Linked DNA regions of Mus musculus: region 1 is linked to region 2. The links are chromatin contacts, called in public HiChIP or PLAC-seq maps. All regions are on one chromosome and are shown on one strand. The core of a region is the stretch at or near the end of the contact, and the rest is flanking DNA. Distances in the headings are between cores, read along the strand shown.

Region 1 (2,976 bases), core at 393-2,892, 290 kb after region 2:
TGTTGTGTTCCGCTTGGGTTTCTGTTGCTGGGGTAAGCATCATGATTAAAAGGACCTTGGGGCAGAAAGGGTTTATTTTGTTTACATGTCCTGCTCCATTACAGTCCAACATTGAGGAAAATAAAGCCAGGAACCAAGGAGGGGAGACAAGCTTACTGGTTTGCCCCAGGGGCTTGTACAACTCACTTTCCTGTCCAATACAGGAATACCTGCTAGGGGTGTGTGTCACTGCCACCGAGGGCTGGGCCCTCCCACATCAGTCATTAACCAGAACTTGCCCTGCAGACGTGCTCACCAGCCAATCAGAAAATGCCCTGCCGCAGGCTCATCAGCTAATCCACCGGAAGCAGTTCCACAGTTAAATTCCTGCTTTCCAGAAGTCTATCACCTAGTGTCTGCCCTGTTTCTCAGGCTTACGGGTGCTGTAGAACGCATCACGTTTCCTACTTCTGCTTAAATGATGTTCTTGGCCTGGTGTGCTGGCGCATGCCTTTAATCCCAGCACTCTGGAAACGGAGGCAAGCAGATCTCTGAGTTCAAGTCCAGCTTGGTCTACAGAGCAAGTTCCAGGACAGCCGGGACTACACAGAGAACCCCTGTCTCAAAAAACAAAATCAAACCAAAAAGAAACAAAGACGTTATTTCAAAGATGTTTAAATTTTATGTATGAGTGTTTCCCTATATATATGTAAGTTCACTGTATGCATACAATGTTCATAACAGAAACCCAATTAGGACATAAGCCTCGCTTCATATGCAAGTTACATTTTAAATTTTTTATTTTATTTTTTTGTTCCATTTATTTTGAAGGCTATAAATGTCTCTTAATTCCTTATTATAGGAAAATGGGACTTCATAATTGAAGTCACCCATAAGCCTACCACTCGCCAATTGCTACAGTTCGAGTTTGGCTTCTTGGGCTGAAGATAACGTTTACTACTGTATTAAGCGACATAATTACATTGGCTTTCCTTCAGTTAGGCATCTCAGCCTTTAGCCTCAAAGGAGAGTATCACCATGGATGGTATTCTCTATTTAAGACAAAAATGATTTAATCATATTATTTTATGTTTGAGTGCCTGTATACATTTAAGTGTAACTGTAAATATATTATTTCTGCTTTACCTACACAGATGTATGTATACAGGAATGGGTGGGGAGACCACAGGACAACTTGTGGGAACTGGTTCTCTCCTACGCACGGGTCCTTAGGTTTGAAGTCGAGTTGTCAGGTTTTATGGCAAGTGCCTTTACCCATCTCACTGGCTCAGTTTTCTATTTGAACAGTACAGTGATTATTCAAAGCTGTATCACTCTTTATGTGTGTGATAGTTGGGAACAAACCCGCTGTTTCTTATAAGCTAGGCAGGTGTTTTCTCACTGAGCTACACCAGAGACTTGTGAATTAAAGTTTTCTTCTCCCTTCTTAGAAACTTCAGCTCTTCTCCCAGGTTTACAGTTCACCTTTCCCTCCTAACACTTTACCCTCTTGCCATTCAGTCCAGGTCTCTCATCTGTGTATCGCTTCTCGGTCATTCCACTTTGCCTGGAATCCTCTTCTCGAGAAGGCACACTTGTCCCCGTTTTGTGCTGCACACTTGTCTTGCCGGGGTGACGTAATGGTTAGTATTCTTTGTCAACCTGATAAGATCTAGCGTCACGGAGGAGACGTTCCGCTGCTGGGCATGCGCAAACACTGATCAGGATGGCTGACCAGGTGCCTCAGTTTCCTGCGGCCATCCTCTCCCTGCTGTGAACTACCCGGGACTGTGAGCTTCCTTAAGCTGCTGTTGTTAGGGTCTTTTGTGATAGCCACAGGAAAGGTAACTAATAGCCATCGTTCTCTAATGTTCATTTCCCTTCTGCTGGTTTCCTCTCTCGTTTTACTGAAGACTTCCTCCGGCAGTTTCCCCCAGAAAGAGTAGGAGAGACATCCTTGCATGCATTGGAAATTATTTTGTTTACAAACCTGATTAGTAGCTTGGATGGAATGAGGATTTGAAGTAGAATTGTTTCTCTTGGTTTTCCTGCTTGCGTTCTTCGGCACCCAGAATCTATTCTGGGTGGCTAAAGAAAGATGCTTCTGGTGTCAGCATGTATTTTTCTCTTGATGCTTTTGAGATTTGATTTTTCTGAGTACTGAAACTTCACAATGAAGCATCTTGGTGGCTTTTGCTTTGCTGGCCCCCTCCCCTGTTTATTCTGACCAACACTCTTCAGTTAAAATTATCCTATTCCGGCCAGGCATAATGGTACCTGCCTTTTATCCCAGCACTGGGAAGCAGGTGGATCTATGCGAGTTTGGGGAGTGAGTTAGTTCCAGGATATCCAGAGCTGCACAGAGAAACCTTGTTTTGAAAAACCAAAACCAAAACCAAGTCCTACTTTTCTAGGGAAAATTTTCTATTATTAAATATAACTTACTTCCCTCAATTTTGTTGTTACTTATGTGTGTGTATGTGTGTGTGTGTGTGGTTTTATTCTCTCTTTCCTATGTTCCAGATCTTCTGTATGGATTCCATGTTTTCATCTCTTTCATTCATGTAGACTCCTACATCTAGTGAGGTTGCAAATCCTTAACCTAGGTTCAATCATGTAGAATTGCTATTTATGTACAACAACATGATCAAATACCAGGAATTTCATATAATTCAATTAACACTGTTTTTTAGTAATATTTTTAACTTTCAAGAGTCCCTTCTTGTCCTGTCATTATTCATTTTCCATAGAATCTATTTTAAATTTCTTTAAGAATACTCTTAAAAGAAAAAGTCTTTTCAGGCTGGCAAGATGGCTTAGCAGGTAAGAGTACTGACTGCTCTACCGAAGGTCCTGAGTTCAAATCCCACAACCATACGGTGGCTCACAACCACCCGTATTGAGATCTGATGCCCTCTTCTGGTGCGTCTGAAGACAGCTACAATGTACTTATGTATAATAATAAATAAATCTTTGGGCCCGAGGGAGCAGAGTTGA
Region 2 (3,067 bases), core at 196-2,695:
ATGACTCATAGGTTGAGAACCACTACCTTAAAGGGAAGTTCAACTTGGCCGCCTTCCACACCTCTGGTCCCCATTCTTCCTAGATTCTCTTATCAAACGAGAGTAGTGTGCTGCATGGGTGACAAAATACGCAGAGTGGGGGCTTGCATCAGGACATATCCATCTGTCTCACGCCCGTGGGAATTCCTTACACAATACAGAATGGCTACTATTTATGTCACAGTTACTATCAGTAAATATGAGGTGCTATCTGTAAGTCTTCAGTTCGAGGTGCCTTCCCCTTTATGAATTCAGTGGAATGAAAACTCAAACCAAAGGTGATAGAAGAGACTGTGTGTCTGACTTTTATTTTAATACTGTACCGGTTTTCTACTGGTGTCCTGCCATCCGGTCCAAATTTCTTACATAATTTAAAGATAATGCACGTGTGAACATTTGTAGCAAGCTATTTGTATCGTGCACTGGGTACAAAAGAATACACCACAAAGTCATCTTCCAAAAGAACGCAAAGCTTCTCTCTCCTAAGAGGTTACTTCCCCAGACTGACTGGAAATAAAAGGAGAGCCTGGGAGTAAATTTTATGGCTGATGTTCTCATCAACCTTAACAACATATCAACAACCGTGTCTGCAGACACACAGTTGAGGGTATCTGTCTCTGTGGAAGTTGTTCTTTTTAAACTCAGAGAACATCATCACATTGGTGGCAATAATGTTATTTTTCTGATTTATGCCCCGCCCCATCCCGAGAAACCTAGGTTAGTTTATGTATACACTTGAAGCTTGAAAAACTGCCTGACTCTGCCCAAGCCACTGAACAGTGGATGCTTCATGGATGCTGATATTAAGTCAGTGGTCTGGATGATGCAGTTACCATGATACCCACTTTGGGGGATGTCTTGGTCCCTGGGTTGTGAGAATTCAGTAATTTGAGACGATTGTCCTGTTCATGTTGGGGCCATGCCCTTTTCTTTAGACTAGTTTTCCTGCTCAACAGTCCCCAGCTTGTTCACAGGAAGAGCAGCAAAAAAGTTCCTCCACCCCTGGCCCTTGCTTTGGTTGTTCTAAATGCAGACTTGGTATTAGGGAAAAAATTTTCTCTCACAAGTTTAAAACAACCTGCTGACTGATACAATGTAGCCAACTGGGGTGAGTTTTTGATCAGAACGGGAGTAGCTTCTGCTTGCCATAAACTGACAAAGGTTGTGCCATCTGGTCTCAATCGCTCTTAACCCCTATAGAGCAAGGGCTCAGGTCGTAGACACCTGCCTGTTTCTGGTATGATGTAAAGCCAGAATCTGGTGTTTTGGGCAAAACTGGGGCCATCCAGAGGTTTCTAAGCCCTCTTTTCCTCTTCAGTCCCCTGCCCCCACTCCTGAGTTCTGTGGCAAATATAGGCTGGGTAAGGAAAGCACAGAGCTGAACCACTAGAGGGCGTCAGGGACCAAAGAAAGATCTTGTGGGGTGTGACTGGCCAGCCAGGCAAAGCCTGAAAGAAGACACTTGCTCTCTGTTGAGGTGACAGCTTGTGTGGCTTGCCCGTGGGTCTTTTGTCTACGTGATCAGGCGGAACACCCTACCTAAGGGAAGTCCAAACAAGGAGAGCCAGAGAATAAACAAAGTGCTTCAGAATGGAAGTTCTGACAATCCGACGCGTAGCCCGTGGATCTCGCTATCCAGACAACACGTGAAGTAACAGGCTCATTCAGGGGTCAGTTAAGGAGTGCATTTATACCCTTATTCAAATAAAAACTGCTTTCGAAAGCCTCCTTGAAGAGGAAGACTTTTAATTACACAGTGAATTTCCTGTTCAAAATGGGCTGTTGACAGCCAGACCTGGTCCCTTCTACACATAGAGCATCTTGCTGCATAGGCAAACAAAAACAAACATCAAACAAACAAAAATCAGCCGCACAGTCGCATTCTCTAGTGTTTGCCAGTTTCTCCACCTGCAGTGTAGAGGTGGTATTAACTAGCAGGAGCAAGTAAACAAGGAGCCTCATTCCGCACCCACCTCATTGTTGGGGACATAGTAAACACCAGAAAGGTGTAGAATACTCTCCCCACTCCGCTTCCCGATTTATCTGGCCATACGCTCCTCCTCATGTAGAGAGTCCTGTTCATATATTCGAGCTGTGCCTCCGTAGGAGAGCACTTGCCTAGCGCTCATACGGCCCGGAGTTCAACCTCCAGGGCTGCCACACTTGCTCTGTCCCCATGTCCTCAGGATCGTCTGCTATCACTTCTCGTCCATCCCTCAGGCAGGAGGTAAGACCCGCTGATGCTGATGAGGGGCTCTTGCCATCTCTATGCACCTCCTCCACAGCCTCGAGCAGGCAAGAAAGGCACAGAGGTGAAGGGGCTAAGGAAGCTGGGTTTGCTCCGAGCTCCATCCTGTCTCTGCTTCCTGAACACGAGAGAATGCTCTTTGCATTGTTATATTCCCTTCCCATCATCCCGCCAAGCAGGAAGGCAGGGTCTGGGTGCTACTGGGGATACCTACACGATCTTCATGTGTTCTGCCCATCTACAGCAAGCGCTTACACTGTCTGCATTCCGACTTTAACTCACGTTCAATCTCAAAATCAACTTGCTCTTGTTGATTGGAGGGTTGGAGGGCACCCCGAATAGATCCCTCAAAATAATGACTAACGCAGCCCCCTAAAATAATTCGTAATTGATATTGAGTAATTTGCATCCAGGTTTCTGCTTCTGATCTAATTCCTGTCCGTGATGCCCCCCGGGTTTGTTTGCTCACTGGTACTTGGGCCTTTTGGTTTCCTTTGCTTTATTATTATTAGAGGATTTCCAAAGCGCGTAGCAGTGCGGAGGTGGAAAGGAGGAGCGTTCCAGAAATCAGCATGAAAATCCAGTGTGACACTGACATTTCTGTGTCCACTGTCCTGTCCTCCCTCGCTCCCCTCCCTGCCCTGTGCTGCCTCAGGTTCATCTCCCTGACTTGTCTCAGTCGCAGCTATGGGAGCTGCTTTCTCAGCTGCATCTTTAGTTCTAGGTAGGGGGAGGGCGGAGAACATTTCTAGTAACTGCATCTACTGACTGTTTTTCTAC

What was found. HiChIP or PLAC-seq counts read pairs in DNA pulled down with a chosen protein or histone mark.
Region 1: an H3K4me3 HiChIP or PLAC-seq map of the SCID.adh cell line shows a contact between it and region 2, with 9 read pairs. The contact joins two enhancer-like sites. A contact is called at or near these places in 4 of 39 promoter capture datasets (the 3T3-L1 cell line, embryonic stem cells, maxillary cranial neural crest and 1 more), 5 of 115 datasets of contacts at active chromatin or transcription factors (the SCID.adh cell line, T-cell acute lymphoblastic leukemia, embryonic basal ganglia and 2 more) and 2 of 9 other capture datasets (adipose tissue and embryonic stem cells).

The regions. Positions count from the first base shown.
Region 1 is chr2:72,491,584-72,494,559 of GRCm38.p6, forward strand. No RefSeq gene overlaps it. Among named protein-coding and RNA genes, the nearest start is that of Cdca7, 17 kb to the left of the region's middle. Within about 2 kb of position 1,643, at least 11 of the 459 cell types and tissues checked have an H3K27ac peak or open chromatin away from gene starts, as enhancers often do. A contact at or near this core is called in the SCID.adh cell line, where this site is marked.
Region 2 is chr2:72,202,381-72,205,447 of GRCm38.p6, forward strand. The region is part of intron 15 of Rapgef4 (Rap guanine nucleotide exchange factor (GEF) 4); the gene reads left to right. Among named protein-coding and RNA genes, the nearest start is that of Map3k20, 82 kb to the right of the region's middle. Within about 2 kb of position 1,446, at least 42 of the 459 cell types and tissues checked have an H3K27ac peak or open chromatin away from gene starts, as enhancers often do. A contact at or near this core is called in the SCID.adh cell line, where this site is marked.